4 separate regions of the Mus musculus genome follow, and all the other regions are linked to region 1. A link is a contact called in public capture Hi-C and targeted proximity ligation data. All regions are on one chromosome and are shown on one strand. The core of a region is the stretch at or near the end of the contact, and the rest is flanking DNA. Distances in the headings are between cores, read along the strand shown.

Region 1 (2,955 bases), core at 236-2,735:
CGAACTTGCCTGGCTCTTAGGGTTAATAATCTGGGTCAAATGTGGAAACCTAGGGGGAACCATAGCAGTACAGGAAAGTTTGCTGGGGATTTTCCCTAGGGCCAAGTCCTTTTTTCCTCTCAGAAGTCAAAACCAGTGAAGACAAACCAGACCAACAGTGATGTCACACATAGAAACGATGATAGCAACAGCTGAGGCAGAGAATCCGGCAGCTGGGATCTACAGAACAACTTAATAGCTAAGCCAAAGGGGGCTCTGAAAGGGGCGTGAGGTGCCATCGAAGTGGTAAATGGTAGGGTGCCTGTGGAAGCTGGTGGAGTTCCACTTCAGATAGGCAAGGGTAGGGTGCCCACCAGAAAGCCCCAAGGAGCTTTTCGTGTGTGGCACAGTGATGCCAGGGAGACAGGTGGTGGGAGATCTGCAGGAACTGCAAGAGATCGCAGAACCCACGTGCTGGGCGGTAAGCTCTTCCTCCAGGGCAGCCCCTCTGAGCGCCCCTGGGAAGATGTGGCCGTGGGCCAGGCCACCCGCTGACAACGTGTACCCTTGCTATAAGCATCACGCACACACGATCACCACTCCCTCATCACCCCTTAGTGGTAGAGGACTAAGACAAACTTAGGGAAAATGATTGGGTTTGGAAAGACACGCCTCCCGCCTGTCGCCTGCGGCCTCCCGCCTCCCCGGCCTGTGCACACATGCGCAGATACCAAAGCATAACCCTGAGCCACCGGTGGCTCCAAGGTCCACCGGGTGCAGAGAGCAAGAGACACTGAGAAAACCCCCAACCCCAAAGCAACGTGTGCAGAAACGGAGGGGGTCCCGCACCACCAAGGAAGAAAGCCAGGCAGTTGAGACCAATTGGCATGTGCTGGGGTTCCCTAGCCAGAGGGTCAGCCTATTCCCATAGTACAAGATTCCTTGGAGCCGCGATCTCCATCTCCCAGATTCCTTAGCCAGAGCAGTCCCCAGCCAGGGCCACCCAACTGGCACAAACTACTGTCTCTTTGTCCAGACCCCTGGTGTGCCCTCGCCACAGAGGCTACAGGTCCAGCAGCTGCCCTATGCTAGTGTCTTCCAGCTCCACGCAGTGGCGCTAGAAGGCTGGGCCGCTGAAAGGCACCGGGCTCTTACCTCTCCGCAGAGTAGTGCCCTGGCGCCTTCCTCCCGGTATAGCCTCGGGCTGAAGACCCCAGCAACGGGATCAAGATGTAGGCGACATGGAGCAACAGTCTAGCCCACATGACTGGCAGCAGAGGTCCTGGACTCTACTGGGCTCAGGTCCCGCACCGGGGAGGGGGCTACCGACCTTGTCCCTCCTCCTGGAAGCGATCTGGTTCCCCCACAGCTGGCAGGGACTGAGGACGACGAGAAGAGGGCTGGTGGTTAGGGGAGGACTGCCTAGGCGGGTGGGGGTGGGGGTCCTTGCACCTTGGAAAGAAACACACAAAAGGAGCGCCGCCCGCCGGTGCCTCTCCGGGAGGCGTGGAGCCTGGGGCGGGAGCAAAGATCAGGGACCCCGAGGGCGGGGTTTCACCCTCGGCCCACACCCCCAGCCTGGGTTTGGGAGTCGCTTTCCACAGAATGACTGAAGGCTTCGAACCAAGTTGGAAAGAAACTTCAGGAACAAGGTTTTTGAGTTTCCATAGAATCCAATCTGAATTCTCAGTAGGTGAGACTTGTGGACACTCAAACCCAGGGCACTGAAGCGAGGCAGTTTTGACTCTCCCCAAGCCCACTAGATGGTAAGGATAGTGTATTGGTGGTTTAGTCTGCTTCCTTGCCAAAGGACATTAGCCTGTTTTGAACCCACAAGCTACCTGCTGGGAGTCAAATGGTTGAGTGGACAGCTTCCTAGCTCACCTGGGAGGTAAGAAAGCAGTGCGCAGGTGGCAAGGGAGCTAGGGGCGCAGAACTAGAAGGTTCAGTGTTTGGGCTCAGGCTTCGAAGTTGGCTCAGGCTAGAAGAGGTTTAGGCTGAAGAATGTAGAGCAAAATGATAGAACTGAGAAAGATCTAGTTGGGAGGAAGCGAAAAGAAGGCTCGAGTTTTACCTTGTTCTGGTAGCAAGCCCCGCCTAACCCTACCCAGTCTGGATTAGTCAAGCGTCTGTGTAAAGACTTCTAGGAATAAGAAAAATTGGCTGAACTAGTTTTTAAAAACTGTACTTCCCAAGCACGACTAAATCCTTCGCTTCTGCCTCGTGCTGATCCCAAGATCATTGGCATTGGTGACCACAGATAAACTGTGCACAGATGACCTGGATGCTAGCTGCCTTCTCACAGACACTTTCCTTTTAGTTTCTGAGCAAACGTTAACTCGGGTGTTTGATGCTTGTTGGTCCCCCGACCCTTAATTTGCAGTAAGAGGAAAAGTTCAAGTACTTTTGGATGTTGTGGTGCCATGGCTAATTGTTATTTTCAACTTGAATGGATATAGAAGCTCCTAGGCAATAAACCTTTGTGTGTGTCAGAGCTGTTTCCAGAAGGATTTAACTGAGTTGTGAAGACCCATCCTAAATGTGAGTGGCATTGTCACATGGGCCGGACCAAATACAAAGACCATAAAGTGAGTGCTAACATTCATCTGGCTCTCTATGCTTCCCCTGCCAAGATGGCTGCACCTGTGAGCCAGATAAACCATTCCTTCCTTGCTTGCTTGCTTTTATGGAGGTTATTCTGCCATAACAACTAGCTGTTGGCATAACAACTGGCCAGCCATCTTTCTACCTTAACCCACGTGGCTGAACCGAGACTTACATTTGGACCTGTATCTCATCTTGTTTGGGCCCATTCTATTATCTAGTCAAGCTCACAGCAAGCATAGTGCCAAAGATGAATGTGACTTCTCTGTACCTACACATCGAGTCCTAAGGACCTTCAGACTCCTTAGGGCAGCTTTCTTGCCTGGAAAAGGCAGAGGCTGCGCTTGCTACTGTCACAAGACAGGTGTTCTT
Region 2 (2,955 bases), core at 327-2,826, 420 kb before region 1:
TGGCTTCACTTGTGAACCTAGTGTTGGGGGAGGCAAAAATATTTCGCCTCCCCACCCTCACAACTGCTAAAAACTAATTCTCTTCTTACTAAATTTTTATTTTGGAAAATAGGGTTTTTTTTTTTCACTAAAGATGCTTATTTCTGCTGACATGAAATGTATAGCTTTAGCCTAACAACTAACAAATACATCTTAGTCATCTCTGCTTTCATTTATTCAGTGGTAAATATCAAAAAACGGAATCCTTATAAGCTCTTTCAGAGTCTTTAGTTGATTTCCTCCAAGTGCAAAGATGTCCCGAGTTCCTTGAGTTAGAATACACTCACCCTCTCAGAGCCCTAGGACACAGAGAATGGGTCTCCATTCTGGAGCCTCACAACCCAGTCTAAAAGCCCTTCACTCCTCCTCCTCAGAGGCAAGGGACCAAGATCAATGTTGAGTGACAGCTCTCTTGACCTGCCAGTCAACTTGATAACCTCCACCTATCTTCATTGTTGTGTTTTGTTTTGTTTTTTATTGCTCTGAAGAGACATATGACCAAGGCCACTGATTTTAATTAATTAACTTATTTATTAATTAATTAATTTGGAGGCCCACAGTTTCAGAGAGTTACAGTCTGCAATCATCATAATGGGAAGCAGGGCATCAAGCAGGCCGGCATGGCACTGGAGCGGTAGTTAAGAGTGTACTTCCTGCGGAGGAAGAAGAGAGGGGATCGGGGGAAGGGAGAGAGGGAATAAGAGAGAGAATGTGCACAGTGGGACACACCTCCTCCAGCAAAGCTACACCCCCTAATTCTTCCCAAACAGTTCCCAACCAGGAACCAAGCTTTTAATTTATGAGGTGGGGGGGTCTCACTCAAAGGACCACACCCTATGGAGAGCGGGGCCTTCTGTCTCTGCTGGGGATTGCCTCCTCTTCCTTATATTTCCATGTCACCTCTATTACTCCCAATCTGACCAGTCAGCTGGCTGTGCCAGCAGTGACTGCTTCCCTGTCACTACACAAGATCTTTCACAGACACTCTATGGGCTTTTTAGCAACGATAACAAGGTGGCACCAACAGGAGAGCTCATTAAACCTATTGTCCCTTGGTTCTGGAGGCAGGAAGTCTGAGTTCAGGGTGTCAGCAAGGCTCCATCCTTCAGGAGGACTGGGAGGAGAGTCTCCTCCAGGCTTCTCCTAGCCTCTGGCTTCTGGCAGTATAATAGTGAACTCTCCTTGTATTCACATCTGCTAATTCTTTAACCTACAACCCACGATGAAAATGCAAACACAGGAGATACACGCTTGAGTGTAATCCTGTGTCCTGCCTGAAACCACATCCTAGAGAGCCCTGAAGAATATCCACTGACCCATGTACTTGTGTTACTCTTACCAAAAAAAAAAAAAAAAAAAAATCAGCATTTGCTTTAAATCATTGAAATATCATATTATGTCTGCTTATTTCCATAGCCAAGGATGAAGCAGTTGTCTCAGGCAACACTGTACTGTGTTCCAAGCAAGGAATTTCCCAAGTGGGAAAAGGCTCTTGGGCTGTGTTTGCAGATCTTCCTGTTTGTTTGTGGGATAGGCCAACTAATTGTGTAAACTTCTCTCAGACTCGGGGTTTTTCAGTCCACTCCTGTTTAGCAAATAGTGCCCCAAAGCAATTCAAAGGGAAAGTGAAACTGACATTCTCAAACTTTATATAAAAAACCAAAGAGAAGATCAGCAGGAGTCTAGCAGACAACCTGAGCTGCAAGATGTCTCCCGTAAGTACCTCTTGATCTGTAAGGGGAAATCTATAGTGGGTAAGAAGGCCCATGGAAGGCCTCATCCCAGCTTACTGGAGAGAATGAGTGTCACCTTCTGTCTTTGAAAGCTTGCATTTAGTTTGTTATTATTTCTAAGTCTGTTTTTCCAGGAAGATATAGTTCTTGTGGGGTGGGTATCTCCTGTCTGACACCACAGAACTCAATTCTAAGCCTGGGATGTAGAGAGGAGACAGCACTAGGTAGGCATATGAAGGGCCAGCCAGGCGCTGCGGGAAATACACACACACACACACACACACACACACACACACACACACGCACACGGAAATATCTGGAAAGGACAAAGCAAAGGACTTAAGCGTAAGTTTCTCCTGGGTCCTCCTGTGTAAGTTCTTTCTGATTTTCTCCTCAGTTGTGGATCACTTCACTGACTTTTTCTCAACGTGCAGAGGCCTTAATTCCTTCCCCTTTTAAAATAGCTCTGTTCCAGCCCAGCAGACTTTTTAATGATCTAGCTTTCTCTAAAAGCTCAGAACAATGGCAGGAGTCTGTACCCTCTTCTGAAGATGAGGCACCCTGTATGTAGTTAGAATCTTCCTCTGCCCTAGAAAAAAACATTTGATACAGGCCCTGCTCTCTCCATGTTAGCTTTGCCTTCCCCCTCTAGCCTTTAACCATCTCACTTTTCTGACTGTTCTTGTCCATGACCTCACATCCTACTCTTACCCAGAGGAGCCTCTCTGTTTTGCTCCAGACTGCACCTAGAATTGTCAGGGTCAGAGTCCAGGCTCAAGCAATCCAGATTCATCTACCCAGTCCTTAATGGGCCAACTAAACAAATAAGAGTGGAAGGTAGAAAAAAATGAATTCATTGTGACTTCATTGAGAAGCAGAGCAAAGGGGTCCAGTGACTTGGCCCCACCTGGGCTTATCACTCAGTTTCTAACATGGAGTTTAAATAAAGAGCCAGAGGTATGCAAAGCGAAGAATTTCTTTTTTTTTTTTTTAATTTTTATTTTATTTTAATTAGGTATTTTCTTCATTTACACTTCCAATGCTATTCCAAAAGTCCCCCATACCCTCCCCCCCACACTCCCCTACCCACCCACTCCCTCTTCTTGGCCCTGGCGTTCCCCTGCACTGAGGCATATGAAGTTTGCAAGACCAATGGGCCTCTCTTTCTACTGATGGCCGACTA
Region 3 (2,955 bases), core at 184-2,683, 340 kb before region 1:
GAGCATCGTCAATAACACTAACTTTAGTGTGTGCACGTGCCTCTGTGTGTGTGCACGTGCCTCTGTGTGTGTACACGTGGTCTCACACACACACACACACACACACACACACACACACACACACACACAGTAAGAAGACTGGAGAGACAGCTCAGCAGTAGTTAAGCGTACTGGCTGCTCTTCCAGAGGACCAAGGTTTGATTCCTCCCGAGCACCCACTTGCCACATGGCAGTTACAATTGTCAGTAGCTCTAGCTCAAAGGGATCTGACACCCTCTTCTGGCCTCTGAGAGTGCCAGGCACGCATGTGGTGCACAGACATGCATACAAACAAAAACAATTATACATATTAAATAATAAAATCGTTTTTTAAAAAAGAAAGAAAAGTAAGATAGAGAATAATACACACAAATAAACCAACATACACATATATACATACAAATTTACCTAACTGCATATGCTGCATACACTTTAATATGTATATTAAATATTAACAATTAAATGTGTATTCTCCGTCTTTAAAAACCAGAGGAAAAAGATAGAAAAAGCACAGTAGTTATCTAGTTCTGCATGAGACAGACTGGACAGCTTGAAGTTACACATTCTCATCTCACCATGTCCATGGTCAAGATCCAAACATGCCTTAGATATAAGTTCTCTGTAAGTCACATGCGCTGCAAGCTTGGTGGTGGCTGGACTTCACTCTCAATCAGGGCTTCCTGTTACTTGTGGTCACGTGACCATACCTTTTAAGACAAACACTACCATGCTTACACAGATGACAATACATCTGTCTGGCTTACCACCAGAGACCAAAGTCAAGCAAGAACTTAGGATGACCATGGCTGGTTTGAGGAGGGACACAAGGCCCAGGGCAGGGTCATTGTAACCACTATTGTGGATACTTTAACTTTCAAAAAATTAAAAGATTCTTTGAGGGGCCAGAAAGGTGTCTCAGAAGCTAAAGTTACTGCACAACCTGACAATATCCGTTCAGACCTCAGCACTGTGGAAAGGTGGAAAGAAGGAATCAATTTCACAAAGTCCTCTGACCTACACACACTCACACAGACACACAGACAGACACACAGACACACATCAATCACACACTCATATCAGCCACCCACATCAACACACACACACACAAATAAAAATTTGAGAATTTTAATAATCAACTCATTCAAATGCTGCCTTCACCAACTTGACAATGAACTGCTCCATGAACTGAAATGTCATCACTGCAACATTAACTGTCTCAGCTGTTAAAGGGAGACATAAGGAAGGAGACTCAGATCTTCACCTGCCCAGGTTTGGAAGCAGATGGTTTTGAAGGATCTAGTCCAGACATGCATCTCTGATTAGCTGGGAGTGTGAGCAAGGGGTGGGTCCCAGAAAGAAAAGAATCCAAAGTCTAAAGCCATAAAGATGTTCTGATTTCCACCTCTGGCTCTGTGCTGAGGCAGCTCTGGATGGTCAGGCACAGCTGAAGCCTACAACAGAGTTCCCGGGGCCAGGTGAGTACCCCCTCTCCACAGCAGAAACAAACAAGGGAGGGTCATCAGGGCCTCAAGTGGGGTTCAGTCTTAACACAAGAGATCAGCCTCTTGTGCTCGTCAGTCAGTAGCTGCAAGCTGGTGGTGAGTGGCTGAAACTTGACCCCCCCAGAAGTGAACAGGAACTGTTTATCAAGCAATGTCCACAACAGCTGGAGAACAAATGTTCCATGCTATGAAGTCCTGGGAAGTGGGGTTACTACGGGCCTCTCTCCAGGAAGGAGTCTGCTACCAGGAGCCCAGCCCACTACCCAGGATCAGTTGGTGATTCTGAGAGCTAAGAGGAATGACACCCCGTCCCTTCTAACCCTGGAACCTTGAGCACACAGAGAGACAGATTTGAAAAAGCAAAGCAAGGAAGACACTTGGGAAATTCCACCCTCTTTTTCCCATATCTTCCCTTTACACCAAGTGCCCAGCCCTGAGACCTCGAGAAAGTTTACTTTGCAAATGCCAGGGCCCCTTCTGACCTAACATAACTGAAAACCCAATCTTCTAAGGGTGGCTGCCAGCAGCCACTCTGTCACACTGACTCCATACCTCTCGGTACCTGCCTTTCTCTGCCTAACATGCCCATACATACATCTACATATATGTACATATATGTGCACATATTATATACACATACACACGTATGTGTAAACACACACTACACTACCCTCTCTGCTCTCTTGACTTCTTCTGCACTGTCTGCTTAGGGTCACATTCCCATCAAGATTTTCTCAACCTTCTAACCCAGACCTCCCATGGACAGATCTTATCCATTCTAGACATTCCCTGGCAACCAGCTCATTGCTCTGCAGACAAAATCCTGAAGGGCAGTCCTGTGTGCTCCCAGATAACTGTCTCCACACACTCTCCTCGACACAACCTTCCCAGCTATCAGGATCCCATAGCTGATTTCCTCCTTGCTCTGAGCAGGAGTCAGATAGAAGCAATGAACTCCCCATCCTGGAGATTAGAATGGGACCTCTCTTAACAGAAAACCAGACAGAGGTCAGGTGAGATTCAGGCTGTAGGGCAGGTATCATTGGCTTTTATTACTAAATTCTAACCTCTGGCCCTGGCCCAATTAATCTTTGCAGCCCACCCTCAGGCAAGCACTAGTGTTCCTGTGTATCCATAGAAACAGACTTAGACACTGAGATGCAGGAGCAGAGCCAGGGCTAGGCCTGGCCTGTCTGCTTGGAAGATTCATGTTCTGGCCCACTAAAAGGTTACAGAATCCTCCTAGCTCTGTCTCTGCCTCCCACAGGCTAAGGAAACGGGAGAGATTTGCAGAAAGTCTGAGGCTGAGTATAAATCACCAAGACCCTACGGTTCCTTAAGACACCAGACAGCTGGGTCTGTGGCTCCTCTAGCTGAGGAGCCTGGGAGAGAAGACCAAAAAATTCTCCCTCTG
Region 4 (2,955 bases), core at 118-2,617, 260 kb before region 1:
CTATTCTTCTCCGTGGCTTCTCTTAGAATCACCTATTTTTGCAGGACTCCCATGCATGTGTTATTAAGTATGGATTTGTGCCATATTTAAAACCCGTATCTTGTACACGGCCTTCCTGTCCTATTCTGTTGGTTTATCACACTACTCGACGACTAAAGCTTTCTGGGAGCTTTCCCTCTTCTACCAGAGGAAGGATAGCCCTGGGCACGTAAGAGTGTGGTCTCAAAGATGGAAAGAAAACAAATCGTTTGTAAATACTTTGCAAACTGCAATTTCTCTAGTATGAGATTTCCTTTTCTGCTTGTCATTTCCCTCCTCCTTTTCCTTCTTTGAACTAATGGCAACGTTCTGAGAGGGAAATAGAGAAGGCGAGGAATCTAGTAACGTGGTAAACAATATGGGAGAACACCCGCAATGCCGTAATACAACACCCCAAGACAGGACAGCATAGTGCACGGGAAAACCATGGATCCAGGCTCAAAGAGCCAAGCTCCACTGCTTAGCTTCCTCGCACACCCCTAGGTAAACCCATTCTTCAAGACTTCCGACACCCTCTGTAACTCACGGATCTTTATTTCCCTTCAGACAATTCTTGTAAGCATAAAATGAGATCACCGTTTGGAAATGCATCGTAAATCAATACAGGTTTTCTAAACATTCGCTGTTTTCATTAGTCATACTGCGCGAGGCTAGAAGCCAGACACCTGGCTTCCAGCCCTGTCTCGAAGTCACTGCGTGATCTCTGCAAATCGGAAAGTCCGATTCCTAAGCGAGGTTTCCCAAGCAATGCCCACTGCAATGCTTTCAATTTTGCAGATGGGGAAACTGAGGCCCAAACCCGCTAGAGCCCAGATCACAATTGGAGGCGGATCCTGGGCATGTCCTCGGGTTTTTTGACACCAAGAGCTGTTTTTCACTGCACCAGCTCCTCCCCCCCACTTCTGCTCAGGCCTGTCTCAGCTCTGTAAAACGACGCCGGTTTCAAAAGACCCCTGAGACAGTCATTCTTCCCAGCTACGTGAATTGCGCAGCCCTGCGCAAATGCACCCTGCACGCAGGGCCGGGAGCTCCAGGGCCCGAGCCACAGGGGCCACACACGCTCCCGCCTCCCGCCGCAGCCAGCACTCACTCGAGCAGATCAGGGACATGGCGCCGTCGTAGCGCTGCTGCCAGTCGCCTCACAGAGGGTTCCCGGTTCTCTGCAGCCTCCGCGGGCCACTTCCGGTCCCCCGCCGCTTCCGGAGCGCTCGGACGCGGGTAGACAGCTGCCCAGCGTGGCGATGCTCGCACAACTGCTTCACGTGGGGAGGTGGCCGGTGGCGCGCCTCAGCCTTCTGCAGCTAACGGAAACTGCCCTTTCCCAGCATGCAACCGAGCAGGAAAAGGCCCGCCTCGAAACACTCGGCTGTTTCCGCATTGGCTCGGCTTCTTCCGGCGAGCGCTCCAAGAGGCCTGAGGCGGGAAGGAGAGAAGAAACTACATTTCCCATGAGGCTGCGGGGACCGCCAAGGCTCTTTTTTTTTTTTTTTTTTTTAGATGGAGCTGCTGTCACCTAGGGAACACTAGTCTTTGAAATGGTCGTGTGCAAGACAGATTTTTCAGGAGCTTGTAAAAGTGCAGATTCCTAGAGTCTGCCTTAGAGAGTCTGTAGGCATGATTCGGAGACCTGTGTTCCTTGGCCGGCTTTTGAGAAACAATGTGACCCTGTAAATAAAGCACAAATGAGTAAAGAAACTAACACTGCCTAAATTCTTGCTCTGGAAATATGGGCAAGCCAATGACTTCGTTGCCTGCTACGTTTTAAATATAGTCTGTTTTGTAAACTCAAGGGAATTTAGTTCCCAGCGTCTTATGTGTACGTTTAAAAGAATGGAAATTTGATGGGTGTGTTTGCAGAAGTCTTTAAACACAGGCACTGGGCTTCAGAGGCAGGCAGATCTCGGAGTACAAGTCCAACCTGGTTATATAGTGAGCTCCAATCCAGGGCAGTCAGAGCTGTGTAGAGAGAACATGTCTCAATAAGCAACCAAACAGTAAGAGTGGAAAGTTAGCACGACTATGGTGTTTTTCTGTGGTTTTGTTTTTGTTTTTTTGAGACTGGGTTTGTGTGTGTGTGTGTGTGTGTGTGTGTGTGTGTGTGTGTGTAGCCCTGGCTGTCCTGGAACTCAGTCTGCAGATAAGGCTGGCCTCAAACTCAAAGATCTTCCTGTCTCTGCCTTTTGAGTGCTGAAATCAAAGGTGTGTGTCATTACTATCTAGCTTAACTGTGGAATGTAGAGGTGGGATCTTTAGAATAAGACATTACAAGAATCCTGGTGGAGTTCATATAGGGAAAGAAAGAGTGAACAGGCACAAATGAACCAGTTGACTTCCATGGCAATGTGACACCAGCAAGGAAGAGGCCCTAGACATTGCCCACGTCATTCTCTTTGAACCTTGTGCTTCTAGAAATTTGAGCAAGGAGAACCCTCTTTTCTTTAAAGTAGCCTACCTCAGGTGTTTTGTTATAATAACAGTTCCCTGCCTCCTGCCAACTTCTTTTGTTTTCTCTACTAAAGACCGGACCAGATCGGCTACCAAGCCTGATACCCGAGTTCAGTCCCCAAGACACCCCCCCCACACACACACACACACAAGCACACACAGTAAAATAAATAAATAGGCTAGGCCTGGTGGCACATTGAGAGTAAGTAAATAAACTAAAATGGTATCAGTCATAATGGAGTTCTATGGTAGCAAATTAAAACTAGCTTTCTAACCTTCTAAGAAATCAGGACAGACAGAGGCAATGGCCACATGTCCTAGCCCTGCCAATCACAGCAAGCATGGTAACTATGTTCTGCCTGCCTTGGTCCTTATGAAAAGTACACTGGAGAAATCTGACCTATCAACCAGTCAGATCTCTGCACTTCCCTCTTTGTCTCCTAGCCTCCCAAGGAAAACATGCTCAGGCCT

Evidence for each region. Capture Hi-C pulls out chosen DNA fragments and counts their contacts.
Region 2: a targeted proximity ligation map of pancreatic cancer cells shows a contact between it and region 1. A contact is called at or near these places in 2 of 130 datasets of targeted methods (memory CD8 T cells and pancreatic cancer cells).
Region 3: a capture Hi-C map of macrophages shows a contact between it and region 1, with 6 times the contacts expected there. A contact is called at or near these places in 16 of 39 promoter capture datasets (the 3T3-L1 cell line, 3T3-L1-derived adipocytes, the C10 cell line and 9 more), 2 of 484 Hi-C or Micro-C datasets (bone marrow-derived macrophages and cortical neurons), 9 of 130 datasets of targeted methods (bone marrow-derived macrophages, craniofacial prominence, embryonic basal ganglia and 4 more) and 5 of 9 other capture datasets (adipose tissue, embryonic stem cells, liver and 2 more).
Region 4: a contact with region 1 is called in a targeted proximity ligation map of pancreatic cancer cells. A contact is called at or near these places in 9 of 39 promoter capture datasets (the 3T3-L1 cell line, the C10 cell line, cranial neural crest and 3 more), 7 of 484 Hi-C or Micro-C datasets (bone marrow-derived macrophages, embryonic stem cells and stem cell-derived epiblast-like cells), 16 of 130 datasets of targeted methods (the SCID.adh cell line, acute myeloid leukemia, bone marrow-derived macrophages and 10 more) and 5 of 9 other capture datasets (adipose tissue, embryonic stem cells, liver and 2 more).

The regions. Positions count from the first base shown.
Region 1 is chr19:10,632,763-10,635,717 of GRCm38.p6, reverse strand. Vwce (von Willebrand factor C and EGF domains) reads right to left here and starts at 1,485. Exons shown (of 20, transcript NM_027913.2): 1 at 1,135-1,485. The coding sequence starts at 1,244.
Region 2 is chr19:11,049,187-11,052,141 of GRCm38.p6, reverse strand. It overlaps AW112010 (expressed sequence AW112010), which reads left to right and starts at 1,576. Exons shown (of 3, transcript NR_102366.1): 1 at 1,576-1,754.
Region 3 is chr19:10,973,178-10,976,132 of GRCm38.p6, reverse strand. It overlaps Ms4a10 (membrane-spanning 4-domains, subfamily A, member 10), which reads left to right and starts at 1,433. Exons shown (of 9, transcript NM_023529.3): 1 at 1,433-1,514.
Region 4 is chr19:10,893,643-10,896,597 of GRCm38.p6, reverse strand. It overlaps Prpf19 (pre-mRNA processing factor 19), which reads right to left and starts at 1,367. Exons shown (of 16, transcript NM_134129.4): 1 at 1,130-1,367. The coding sequence starts at 1,148.